Regions from separate parts of the Zea mays genome. Here region 1 is linked to region 2. The links are chromatin contacts, called in public Hi-C maps. All regions are on one chromosome and are shown on one strand. Each heading gives the region's core, a stretch centred on a gene start, on an enhancer-like site or on the middle of the called end of the contact. The rest is flanking DNA. Distances are from core to core; before and after follow the strand shown.

What was found. A called contact is a pair of places that touch in the nucleus more often than the background predicts.
Region 1: a contact with region 2 is called in a Hi-C map of ear, with 3 times the contacts expected there. The contact joins the promoter of LOC103650716 here to the promoter of LOC100285591 in region 2. A contact is called at or near these places in 8 of 25 Hi-C or Micro-C datasets (bundle sheath, ear, leaf and 3 more).

Annotation. Positions count from the first base shown.
Region 1 is chr3:149,616,528-149,623,493 of Zm-B73-REFERENCE-NAM-5.0, reverse strand. LOC103650716 (U-box domain-containing protein 14) reads right to left here and starts at 3,585. Exons shown (of 1, transcript XM_008676281.4): 1 at 2,027-3,585. The coding sequence starts at 3,278. The coding sequence ends at 2,283.
Region 2 is chr3:149,485,851-149,492,954 of Zm-B73-REFERENCE-NAM-5.0, reverse strand. LOC100285591 (NAD kinase 1) reads left to right here and starts at 2,488. Exons shown (of 11, transcript NM_001158482.2): 1 at 2,488-2,817; 2 at 2,931-3,047; 3 at 3,840-4,011; 4 at 4,134-4,253; 5 at 4,841-5,133; 6 at 5,244-5,338; 7 at 5,680-5,786. The coding sequence starts at 2,791.

The sequences.
Region 1 (6,966 bases), core at 2,336-4,835, 130 kb before region 2:
ACATCACCCTAGTATCCCCTAAGACTCAGGAGAAGAATGCAAACTGGTACAACAAGAAGTGCCCACACCAGAACAAGACCCGACTGATTGGAGGGTACCCATCATCAAATATATCAGAAACAAAGAGGACCTGGATGATAAGGTAGTCATCGAGCATCTCGTCCGACAGTCTGCCAACTACACACTCATTGGTAATGTCTTGTATAGGCAGGGAGCTGCAGGAGCTTTCATGAGATGTATCTACACATCTATGGGTAATCATCTATTGGAGGAGATCCATGCTGAACAATGTAAAGTTCATGCAGCCTGAAGGACATTGGCCGGGAAGGCTTTTAGAGCAGGGTTCTACTGCCCAACAGCCAAGAAGGACGCAACCGACTTAGTTCAGAGATGTGAAGTCTGTCAGTTCCTAGCCAAGCAACATCATTTGCCGACACAACAGTTGCAGACTATCTCGGTCTCCTGGACCTTCACATGCTAGGAGCTAGATATGATAGGGCCATTCAAGAAAGCTCAGAGAGAACACACACATGTATTGGTGGCCATTGACAAGTTCACGAAATGGGTCGAGTACAAGTCGATTGCCTCGCTGACGACATCCAAAGCAGTTGAGTTCATCTAGGAGATCATATTCAGGTTTAGAATACCAAATAACAACATTAGAGACATAGGTCCAACTTCACAGGGTTTTTTATTTCTACTAGCAAAGGTGTACCTCAAGTGTGCTTCATTAGCCCATCCGAGGGCCAATGGTCAAGTTGAACAAGCAAATGGAATGATCGTAAAGACGCTAAGGAATAAGATTTTCGATAAGAACGAGAAATTTGCTAGGAAATGGATCAGAGAGCTTCCGTATGTGGTTTGGAGCTTTTGGACTCAACCTAGCCGAGCAAAGCGTTTGTCGACGCCGACTCTGATGCCACCGCAAGGTTATCTCCAGCATACTTCCTATCTCACTCCCTAATTCAAGCTCCACTCTATAAGTGTATGGTGCAAAAGAGTATTTTACACGTCTATTTACACAACTTGCTGGAGATGGCTTAATGATTCAAGCCATATCCACATCCCATAGAGGTGACAAGTCAAGTACACTAGATGGGAGAGGGAGCTGGCGAGAAGCTAACAAAAAATCTCGAGGGGTTGACGGGATCAATCCTCGTATAGTGATCTGACCTCCAAATCGATAGAAATGAAGACCCTAAACCTAGCCGAGCAAAGCGTTTGTCGACGCCGACCTGATGCCACCGCAGGGTTATCTCCAGCAGACTCCATATCTCACTCCCTAATTCAAACTCCACTCTGTAAGTGTACGGTGCAAAAGAGTACTTTACACTGTCGACGCTGACCCTGATGCCACCGCAGGGTTATCTCCAGCAGACTTCATATCTCACTCCCTAATTCAAACTCCACTATATGAGTGTATGGTGCAAAAGAGTACTTTACACGGCCACTTACACATATTGTTGGAGATGGGTTGATAATTCCAGCCACATCCACGTCCCACGGAGGTGACAGGTCATGTACACTAGATGGGAGTGGGAGGTGGCGAGAAGCTGACAAAAAATCTCAAGGGGTTGACGGGATCAATCCTCGTACAGTGATCTGACCTCCAAATCGATAGAAATGAAGCACTTGCAAAATTCTCGGTGCTATTCAATCTAATAATTAATTATGAGTTGTTTGGAACTGCTCCATTTTTTTATAAAGAAGGTTCAGAGCAGCTTCATAAAAAGTTTAGAGTTTATAGAGAACGCCTCTTGAGCTCATGGTTTTGTAATTTTCATAGACCAGAATTACGTAATGTTGTTTAACTAAAAAACATAAAGTGGAGCTTATAAAACAATATGGGGTGAAGGCGTGAAGCAGTCTCGACGACCCCTTAAACTAAATATAGAGTATTTGCAATTTGAATTGCGACCATACATTCTCTTCTCTATCTCTCTTTTTTTACCCTGTGATTTGCTAGTGGCCATGGTGTGATGCAGAGATGGGCAGTCAGAGAACGGAGATGCTAGTGGCCATGGTGTGATGCAGAATTTTATCGATCGGTTGGTCTCATCCGAAGTCCTGAATGTAGCCAGAGTTTGGGCGAATTTTACACAAAGTTGACGACACGCAGCACAGGAAGAATTTGCATCAATCAACAAATGCGATTAGTATTTTTTAGCCAAGCTACACTACATAAAAGATGTTGTTTTTTATATACAAGGAAGAAGAAGGAAGAAAGAAGAGGAAGTTGTCGGTCGTCAAACCAAACTCAAACCAGAATCATCAGCCTTTGACTAGCCGTGCGTGGACGCCGACGCCGGCGACGAGATGTAAGGATCGGACTGCACGAGCCCGTCGAGGAAATCAGCTAGGCGGTGCTCGCGCCTCCTGACGGCGGCGTCCTCGAGCGCGCGCAGCAGCGCCTCCGCCTTGGCCTTCCCCCGGGGGCTGGCGGCGCTGTCCTCGGCGAGCTCCCGCACGGTCTCCTCGGCGCCGCCGACTGCGACCACATCTGCCGCGGCGGCCTCCCCGCCGGCCACGACGAGGTTGAGCAGCGCGGCAGCGGCGTTCTCCCGCGCCCTGGGCGTGGCGGCGCCCCCCGACTCGACGAGGTCGAGGAGGATGCGCACCCCGGAGACCCAGCGGAAGGCCTCGAGGCTCTCGGCGCACCCGGCCACCTGCGCGACCACGGCGGTGGCGTCCTCCACGACGCCGTCGCGCGCGTCCGTGAGCACGAGCGCGAAGAGCGCCTGCACGGCGCCGAGCGAGACGAGCGCGGCGCGGGCGGGCGGGTAGAGCGCGGCGCCGAACAGCGCCCTGAGGGCGTCCTTGGTGGCGCGCGTGGCGCCCGGCCTGTGCGGCGGCGCGCGGAGGAGCGCCACCAGCGCGGCCAGGAGCGGGCGCCGCTCGCACACCGCCGCGCGGTGCGGCTCCCCGCCGCAGAGGAGGCTGTGGACCACGGCCGCCGCGTGGTGCGCGGCGTCGCCCGAGCGCAGCGCGGCCGTCAGCGCGTCCAGCACGCCCGGGGCCGACGCCACCTGGTCCCGCGCCGAGATGGAGATGTTGAGGAGCGCGGCCGCCGCGTCCACGGCCGCGGGGGACGCGCGCTGGAGCTGCGCGGCCAGGAGGGGCAGCGCGCCCGCGTCCGCCAGCGGCGCCCGGATCTCCGGGTCCGTCTTGGTGGCGAGGCGGATCTCGGACACCGCCGCCGCCGCGGCCCCGTCGCGCGCGGCGGTGGCGCCGCGCAGCCGGGCCACCAGGACCCGTGCCGTGTGCGCCTTCACTTCCATCGCTGTCGGCGGTGTCGCGTTGCGTTGGGCTGGGTGCAGGTTCGGTTTTGGAGCTGTATGCGGGAGCTTGGCTTGGAGGGAGGCGGCTTCGTTGGTTAGGTGGCGGGTCGCGGCAGGAGGAGGAGGAGGAAGGCGGCGATCGGGATCGGATGGAGGGAGTGAAGTGAACGGGACGTAATTCCCTCCCCCGCTTCTTTCTGCCGTGGTGGTGGTGGGCTGGTGGCTCGTGGTGTTGAACGTTTCTACCGCGCTTCACCTTTCGGAGCGCACGCCTTCAAACCTGCTTTGGCAAATGCTAAGGGGGTGTTTGGTTTGTAGGGACTAATGTTTAGTCCCACATTTTATTCCATTTTAGTTCTAAAATTACCAAATATATAAACTAAAACTTTATTTTAGTTTCTATATTTAGCAATTTATAGACTAAAAAGGAATAAAATGAAGGGACTAAACATTAGTCTCTAAAACCAAACATCCCCTAAGTTTACGTCGGATTGTACCAGAATTGTTTCAGCTAATCAAAATCTATTTAAAATAGAGAAACAATCCGGCTAGAAATCATTCTGACCTATCAATCCGGCACAAACGAACAAAGTCTAAAAAATTCTTGGGAATTCGGGGGCTGTTTAGAGTACCTTCTCTTTCTTCGATCGTGACAAGGAAAGGAAGCCGTCACTTGAGTGTACACATTGCTGCTTCCTTTTCTTCTTCTCGGCTTGCTACAACTGCAACCGAGAGAGACACGCGGAACGTATGGAGAGCGTAGTACAGGCGTACAGCGTTGTAGTCAGCGCCGACAGTTGACACCGTGAGGCGTTCCAGATGTGTATTATGTATGTATGCATGCTAAGTTTAGTATTGTACGTGGTCCCTATGAATCTATCCATGGCCCGCGAGATAAAAAGCAAAAAAAGGGATAATAACATGGTAACTAGGTGCATCCGTCATCTCCCACTAATCGCCTTCCAATAGTCTCCGTTAACTAAAGTCGTGCGGATACTTTGACAACGGTAATAACGTTCCACATCTGATGCTCGTTCACACGGCCTTCTATGTTATGTGTTGGGAGGAGACCGAACACAGCCTTGATCGCAAAGGGAAAACCACGTTGATCGGAGGCCAACACGCTCTCGTTCTAAGCTGACGAAAACCTTATACCATTAATTGTCTTCGTAGGTTCACCGACACTAGTACAAATAAGCTCAAAGCCTGCGGCACGTTCAACTTTTCACTGGCGGTTTCCGTTATCAAACGTCAGTGAAAGAAACAGGTGGGCCCGGCTTTGAAAACCGCCAGTGGAAACCTATTTCCACTGGCGGTTATCTTAACACAACCGCCAGTGGAAATAGGATGTTTCCACTGGCGGTTGTGTTACACAAACCGCCAGTGAAAATTGATTTCCACTGGCGGTTATCTTAAGATAACCGCCAGTGGAAACATCCTATTTCCACTGGCGGTTTTTAAAGACAACCGCCAGTGGAAATCCATTTTCACTGGCGGTTTTTAAAGACAACCGCCAGTGAAGTGTCTGTTATAAATGCCCCTCTTCCCCCGACAGTGAACTGTATGCTCGCAGCCAACTTCCATTGGAGGCGATTTTGGAGGTCCAGAATTCACAAAATACATGGGGAGAGGTTTTGATCTTCATTTTTTGGAAGAAGATTGCTAAGAAAGGTTGGTTTATGTTGCTAATGTCAATTTTTATTCATTTTTGCTCAATTTTAGCCACATTTTGGATCTAGGGTTTCACCATTGGAGAGAGAGTGTATCCTCTCTCAATTTTAGCCACATTTTTGCTCTATTCGCTCAAATAAAGTTGTTTAATATGGTTAGATTTTGTCTATCCTCTCTCCTTTTTCATGTTTAGTTCTCAAATCAGTTTATCCATGACATATTAAGTTGTTTAATGAATGGTTCATGTGTTGTGTGGAGAGAGAAGAAGATAGGTTACATTCTATGCGTGCGAGTTCATGAGAGTGAACGGACGATACATCACGAACCCTGACAAGGTATTATTAGTAATAGTTAAGTATGTATTTATGTCATTAAAGATGCAAATGTGTTATTATTGAGTATAAATAGATGATGTTTATAAAATTCCTTTACAGCAATTTCAACGAGGAAACCCGGAGAACTTGACCGAAGCTGCATTGTATGGCATAGTCGAGGACCTCTGCACATTCATATTGAAAGAGGTCATTCCCGCAGAAGGAAAATATCACGATGCTTCCGGGACATTAGCTTTGCCAGAGTTCAGAATACTAACAGAAATTAGTAGATTATCTCTTAGCCGAGATAGTTATTAGAGCTTAGGTGAAAACTTATGATGTATAGAATGCATGAAGCATATATGGTTGTAAACAGAATACTTTGATGTATATAAATGTATGATAGAATTTAATTTCATGTTGCTTTCAATATCAATATAGATATATATATATATGTTTGTGTGTGTGTAAATAAATATATATATAATTCAGTATTGTTTGAAATTTTGAAAAAAGGCGGGAAAACTTCCACTGGCGGTTTTATAAAGAAAACCGCCAGTGAAAAGTGCATTTCCACTGGCGGTTTGCTTTATAAAACCGCCAGTGTAAATGCATTTCCACTGGCGGTTTTCTTTATTCAGCCGCCAGTGGAAATGCACTTTTCACTGGCGGTTCGTTAAGAAAACCGCCAGTGAAAATGCACTTTTCACTGGCGGTTCCAAAATAACCGCCAGTGGAAATACTGATTTCCACTGACCCCTAGCACTGGCGGTACTGAAAAACGCCAGTGTAAATATGTATAGAACCGCCACTATAGAGCTTCTGTGTACTAGTGCGACATAGGGACTTCGATAGAAGAGGCCTCCGATCGGGTGGGTCCGACATTGAGGGGCCGAGCCAGGCGGCGGCCGGACGACCAGACTTCGATATGCTTCAGGAGCGAAATCCTCGTCACCCCTCGCGACGCTCCGGAAGTGGAGCCCTCGCTCAGCCAAGTCCGTCGAAAGGGTAGCTAGAGACTTCGCTACACTCCAGAAGCGGATCCCTCGACCACCCTTCGTTCAGCTAGGTCGACCGAGGGAAAACGGGCGCGAAGGCTTCTAGGACACCGACGACAGCTATGCGCCGACCAGCTCGATACGGTCCACCGAGACGCGCTTGGAGGCCCACCTGTAAGTGTAACGTGCGGGTGTGTAATCTAGTGTGCGCCCTCTACTGTACGAACGACGCTGTAATTACTCTGTTACATGTAATATTCCTTAGATATAGTTGGTAAACGGGGGTAGGGTCGTATTTTGGACCACCTACCCCCAGACGGGAGTATAAATACCCTCGTCTCGTAGCTGGATGGGACATGCATAACGATAAGCTATAATTTCATTCCATCTATGTTGTCGTGCACCTGAGATCACACCTGTTACCCGAGTGTTTGGGTCCATCTGACAACGCGTCCGCGTGTCAGTGCCCATCATTTGGCGCCCACCATGGGGCTCAAATCCGCGACCATGTAACATTCAAACATCATCGGTCCGTGCTCTTTTCTGCGAAGGGGTGAGGTTTTTAATGAGATAGAGCCTTGTAATAAAGCAGCGAATAAAAAAACCCCAACGAATGAGTCGGCATAAATGGTTCTCAAAGCCAACATTCGGCCACGAAGACAGTCACCGCCGCACCGGGAGACCCGTTTGCGGCGTGCGAAAAAG
Region 2 (7,104 bases), core at 1,239-3,738:
GACGTTCTTATCCTATTTAAGAACGCTGATGTCGACGTTCTTAAGGCGGTTGATACTTTTTCCTGTTTTTCCTGTAGTATAGATAGTTTGCCTCATTAACCATCCACCTTTTGGGTTTTACAGAGTATATTGCAGTACTCTAGTATTTTTTTTTGTCAAATCTATTTTAGAGAGTAGCTAAATCACTAAATTTGGCTAGTTTTTTTGGTTAATCTCTTGGAGATGCTCTAAGTCTACATGTCATACTTATACTTAATATTCAAATATTCGACGTGACATGAATTAAACTTTACTGGGAAACCAAACACCCCCTTAGTAGATTTTAAATGAGGTGTATGATGCCCACGATCCAAATATTTCTTCACAATTTGTTTGGGCCCTAAATTAATTTTAGTTCAAAAATGAATAGAAATAGAGCTTGATCCTAATTTGATCTGATCCTTAAATTTTAAAATGTAAAATTTAGAGCCAATTGTCACCCCTATGCCCCAATTAAGGCCCCCTTTGGTAGGGCTCTACCTCTGCTAGCTCTAGCTCTGCCTTCTCTAGAAAACAACTATCGGGTTATTTTCAAGAAGAGCTTCAGAAAGAGCATCCTATTTGGTTGGAAACACAACCTCTCGTGCGACGTGGGTTCGATGAAGAGAAAAACATGGGAGAGAAGTTTGTAGAAGCTGAAAGGGAATTAGGCTTACACCTTTTTTCTAATTGATTTTGGTGGTTGAATTGCCCAACACAAATAATTTGACTAACTAGTTTGCTCTAGTCTATAAGTTTTACAGGTGCCAAAGGTTCACAATAAGCCAATAAAAAGACCAAGAAAGGGTTCAAACAAAGAGAGCAAAAGACAACCCAAAGGCACCCTGGTCTGGCGCACCGGACAGTGTCCGGTGCACCAGGGCACTCGACGCTGAACTCGCTACCTTCGGGAAATTCAGAGGGCGCTCCGCTATAATTCACCGGACTGTCCGGTGAAGCACCGGACTGTCCGGTGTGCCAGCGGAGCAACGGCTACTTCGCGCGCAACAGTCGACTGCAACCGCATTCAATGCGCTACAGTGCGCGCCAGAGTCAGAGCACGCGTAGTTGGCGCACCGGACAGCCCAGAGGGCCCACAAGTCAGAGCTCAAACGGTCGAACCCCAACGGTCTGCTGACGTGGCTGGCGCACCGGACAGTGTCGCACCGGACTGTTCGGTGCGCCATGCGACAACAGCCTTCCAACGACCATTTTTTGTGGTTGGGGCTATAAATAGCCCAACCACCCCACATTCAATAGCATCCAAGTTTCCAACCTTCAACACATTACAAGAGCTATAGCATTCAATTCTAGACACCCCAAAGAGATCAAATCCTCCCCCAAGTCCGGAATCACTCCAAATCAAATAGTGACTAGAGAGAGTGACATTTGTGTTCATTTGAGCTCTTGTGCTTGGATCGCTTCTTTTCTTTCTCATTCTTTCTTGTGATCATATTCAATTGTAACCAAGGCAAGAGACACCAATTGTGTGGTGGTCCTTGCGGGAACTTCGTGTTCCGTTTGATTGAGAAGAGAAGCTCACTCGGTCTAAGTGACCGTTTGAGAGAGGGAAAGGGTTGAAAGAGACCTGGTCTTCGTGACCACCTCAACGGGGAGTAGGTTTGCAAAAACCGAACCTCGGTAAAACAAATCATCATGTCTCGCTCTTTATTCGCTCACGATTTGTTTTGCGCCCTCTCTCTCGGACTCGTTTCTATTTCTAACGCTAACCCGGCTTGTAGTTGCGCTTAAGTTTATAAATTTCAGATTCGCCCTATTCATCCCCCTCTAGGCGACTTTCAGAAGCTTTTTTCTAGCTCCTAGCTCTCGTTGATTTTTTTGAAGGAGATCATCTCTCTTTTCTAGAAAGAGCTCATAAAAAACCCCTTTAGTAGATTTTTTTTTCAAAAAGCTCTTAGAGAATCCCAATCAAAAAGAGTCTAAGGACTTGTTTGGCAACAATGTTTCTAAAAAACATGGTTCTACAATACTATATTTTGCAATTGTTAATGACAATACCGTAGTATTTTACTCCAAAAATACCATGGTTTGAGAAACATTGTTTGGATACAACATTGTAAGTCATGGTATTAGACAAAATCTAGCCATCCATGAAAAACTTTGGGTTGGAGCGGAGTTTCCAATACTCCAAAAATACCACATTATCTAGAATACCATGTTTTTGAAAATATAGTTTTCAAGAATATAACCAAACATCTTATGGTATAAAATATTATAGTATTATTTAAAAATATAGTATTGCATAGGAACTGTAAAAATAATTAACTTCCAAAGCCCTAAGTTTCTTTCTCCCATTGTCTCCCCACAAGTTGGAGGGGGGCGGATATAGTTAGATCGATTTAATTAATAATCCCCAAACCGGGGAAAAAAGGAAATGGGAAGCGTGGTGGACCCCGGCAGGAACCAGTGAACCACGAAGGCTCCGCACGCCATGCCGCTCCCTTCCCGGCACGCGTCAGCCGGAACCCGGCCGTCCCACTGCAGCTGGGGCCCACCGGCGAGCACCCGTCGGCGTCAAAGCAGGATCCTAAATAGCCGCGCCGGGGCGGGGCAGAGGTGGTGCTCCTCACACCGGCCTCGGCGCCTCGCACCACAACCACCTCCTACCCCTTCTCTTCTTCTTCTCCCCCCTTGCGAATCGGAGACCAAGTGCAATTGCCCACCCAAGCCCCGGAACCGGGGGCCAAGAGCAGTACAGGGGGTTGGTTTCTGCGACGGCGAGGACGCGAAGCGGATTCGGATCGCGCCGCCATGCCGCTCGACGAGCTCGCCGACAAAGTAAGCGCCTCCTCCCCCTGGGAGTCCGAATTTCGCGAGCTAGTTTGAATTCTGAGATCGACGGAATGCTTGGTTTAGCTGGTTATGGTGAATGCGTGGTTTCCGCGTGGCAGGGGCCGTCGTCCTCCGAGGAAGTTCAGCTCGCGCCGTCGGATTCCAAGTTCCGGAGCCTCAGTCCTTCGCCGATTCCGCTCCCAACTCTTCCGAGCATCAGATCATTGGTCCACTCGGTACGTCCAGACTTGTATAGAATGGCGTTAAGGAATGTGTGCCCGCTTTGGGTTCGTCTCGCTCGTAGTCGTAGTTTTTGTTCTTCGTCGTGCGATTGCGTAATAAGTAACGGCACCCAAGTAACTAACTGGAGTGTCCTTGAGTTTCACGGCTTCTGTTTTTGTCGTACAGGTGTTTTAAGTAACTATATCTTGCAAGCTCCGGCTCGGGGATTTCCTGGACCAGAAATGCCAATGGGCTCGACCTCCTTTCCCCATTTTGTGGGTGAAAGATTTATTCCGGTGTTCCAGTGTATATTTGTTTAAAAAAACGTATCTAGTACAGACATTTGAGTAGTATACGAAACTTGAATTTGTGATTTAATCAGCTAGAAAGTCACACTAATTGCAAATCCGAGTCACACATGAAAATACGAGGCAAAATCGCTTGGTTACCTTACCTGTGGAAAGGCTAACAAATTGCAAGTTTAACATTGCATCATTTTGCAGTTTGAGCCTATTTAAGCTCTGAGTTACATAAATCGATCAGCATTTTTATTGGGTATTGTTTATGGAGTTCAAAAGTTTGGTGGGTTTAAGTCTGAATTTATCTGAAAACCTCACAACACTTTGTCTGTGAATCTAAACTAAGCTGCATATGTCATCATTGGCTTCATTGCAATCTTAAACGGCTGGATATGTTTATTTCTGGTGCAGTTGATACATTCACAATGAAAGGAGAGACATTTTTTTAACAACCATCAGATGCCCTATTGTCCTGCACTCACGCTGACAGACCTGCTTCTATTTCAGGTTTCTGACGAGAGTGTAAATGTAGATGTCGCGGCCTCACATCAAAGTGAAAATGGATCTATCTCTACTGTTAGTTCACTAGAATCAGAGAGGGCAGCATATGAATTTCTTGCTCAAACTCCTGTCAGGTCAACTGATGCACATCTTGTTGAGTTTTCGGAGGCTATGAGAAGTAAGGATAGACATATTTTGTACTTTGAATGAAGCCTAAAATGTACTGCAGAAATACAGACATGTGCAACCTTCCTTTTACTATTAAAATAACAATTGGTATAAATTTATGTGAATTTGAAGCTGTTGCAAAAGCCTTACGACGAGTGGCTGAAGGGAAGGCTGCTGCTCAAGCAGAGGCAGCGGAGTGGAAACGTAAGTATGAATTAGAGACAGCGCACAAGCATCGGAGTAAAATCAAAGGTAAGATATGCATTTGCTATTGATAATTTTACTTTTAGTGAAACAATCTCATAACTTGAGCAATCCATCAACTATCGCTTCAAGTTCATATCTATCTTTTCCATTTGATGGTTTAGTCAGTGAAGCGACCACAAAATTCCAAGCAGGTTGCTACACACGTGCATAGGCCCATGCGACAAGGAGTGTGGTTGGTTTAGCAAACTTTAGGCTCTGGCCCCTGCGATGTTCAACATACTGCTCATAGGCGTGACTTGAGGGTGTGTGGGGCTTATCATAGCACCATTGGATGCAGGGGCGAAGCCAGCATTTAAGATTGAGAGGGACAAATTAGATTGAGGGGGGCTGTTAAGAGGTATTTTACATTATTTATATGGTGATTAGCTAAAAAAATTAGTAGCTTCTATGGAATTTGTAGAAGATTAGGGGGGACATTGCCCCCCTGTGCCCCTCCCTAGAATCGCCCCTGATTGGATGGATCTCAAAATTTAAAATTTGGCACACATATTGCATCATGGAATACTATATTACCGTGTTCAGCATCTATACTCTTTGTGCCTCTTAAGCAACTGGAATTCTATCTTGTGCAGGCTACAGCAGTTGTATCAATAATGACTTAGACAAACTGGTCAGCCAACTAACCCTGGAGACACCTACATCTGATCAATTAGGATGTTGCGGAAAGCATGGTATATGTGCACATGAGATTCTCCAGGACGAAGTTCCTGGGCCTATCCCAAGATCTAATCACAAGGTGGTGGGGAGAAAGGCATCATTTAAACTTTCATGGGGATGTAATGGGGATAAAAATGGACAACATAAGCATGATTTTGTGTCCTTTGAAAAAGGTGATATAACAACCGCAGAACGAAGCAATAAGCAGGTTGGTTCATTTGTCCTGTTCAATTCATTTTGGAATGGCAGATAATTCTAGAAATTTTTAATCACTTTTGCTCCTCTCTCTTTCAATGATGACAAATACTTTGCCTCCAGATCTTACTGAAATGGGAATCGCCACCACAAACAGTGCTTTTCATAACCAAACCGAATTCCAACTCTGTTCGTGTTCTTTGTGCTGAAATGATCAGGTGTGTTCTTTTATCTGCTTTGCACCACCACTACGGATATCCAAATCCACGGATTAATTCTTTGTGCGGTCGGATATTATCTATGACCATGGATATTGCTGCAGGCGGATATTTCCAATATCCGATCCGAATCCGACCCGTTGCCATCCCTAGCCACACTATACCATATGAGAACCAACCACTTGTCTTTGATGACATAAGTTAACATTTTTAGAAATCAGCACCTTTGATATGTTTTTGTGCATCATGAATCGCAACTTACATGGGTTATATGCTACTGCACAGGTAACCTGTATATTGTGCACATGCCACTAAAAGTTTTTTTAATTATTTTTCTGCAGATGGCTTAGGGAGCATAAAAATATAAACATCTTTGTTGAGCCACGTGTTAGCAAGGAACTTCTAACAGAGGATTCTTACTACAACTTCGTCCAAACATGGGATAATGGTAAGACATTTAACTTGTGTGATGAACTTCTTCCATGTGCTCCAGATTAGCAGTTCAGAACAGATTACTCAAGAAGATATTTTTCCTTTTTGTGACGGAATTGAATAAATTGATTAATAATTTGAAGAGTGTTTATGGATAGTCCATACATTCAAGTGCAAGACTCTAGTGGTACTCAGATGATATGGAGTTTCTGCCTCGTCTTGCTATTTATATGTTGATGTTCTGTTATCCTATTTACCATGTAATTTGCAATGCATATTACTATTGTGGAGAGTGTTTATGGATGATGATGTTCTCAAATCTAACCTTACTGGTCAGACCACAACAGTATATTTTAGTTTAAAACACTCATTGGCCTAAACTGTGCATGGTAAGAAAAAGACAGATTGGAATGTTGAGATCTTCCCTGCCACAACATATTTCTGAAATATGGAGGAGATGAACCTGGGTTGGTTACTGAACACAGTATTAAGCTGTGTTTGTATCACTATGAATGATGCAAAATGTGAGTCGCATGTTCCATGTGCTGCTGCAGCAACTGTCTTGCAGCTGTAAAGTATAAACTTTTGTAGTACTTCTACTTTTTTTTTCTCGAACGGCGCAGGAGAGCTGCATGACATTTCATTAAGAAAGAAAGATAACAGTACAACACATGAGGGGAGGCATGAGGTATGCCCCTCACCACACCATCACTCTAGAGTACAAGCGCGCCACGCGCAAGGACAAACCAACGACCCTACAGGACAAACTTAGGCGCCTAGCCTTCGCTCTCCACCGAGCAGCTCCTTGAGTGCCGTGTTATCGGCAAGACAACAGAGCTCGCTCTCGTTACCAACTTCTTGGCAGACTAAGGGGACACTAGTATTAAGACCCGTAAACACACACATTCCCATGCTTCCAAAGAGTCCAGCCATTCAGGCCACAAGGATGACTATGGAATTAAACCCTTTCCTCTTCTCCTTTGGCAAACTGCTGGCTGCCCAATACCACCAGGCAGAGAAAGTTCTCACATCAGGTTGGGGAGCAACTGCCTGCAGATCAACACACAGAAGGATTTTGGTCCAAACCTCTCGGGAGAAGACGCAAGACACAAGAATGTGCTTTATATTCTCCACATCCTGATCACAAAGGAGGCAAAGACAGTGGTGCGGCAGCCCATGTTTTGACAGGCGATCTGCTGTCCAACACCTGTTCTTGATTGCTAACCAAATGAAGAACTTGCATCGAAGAGGGGCCCATGTTTTCCAAATCTTTTTCCAAGGTGCAAACTTAACTGAACCCAAAAAGAAGGCGTTGTAAGCAGATTGACTAGTGT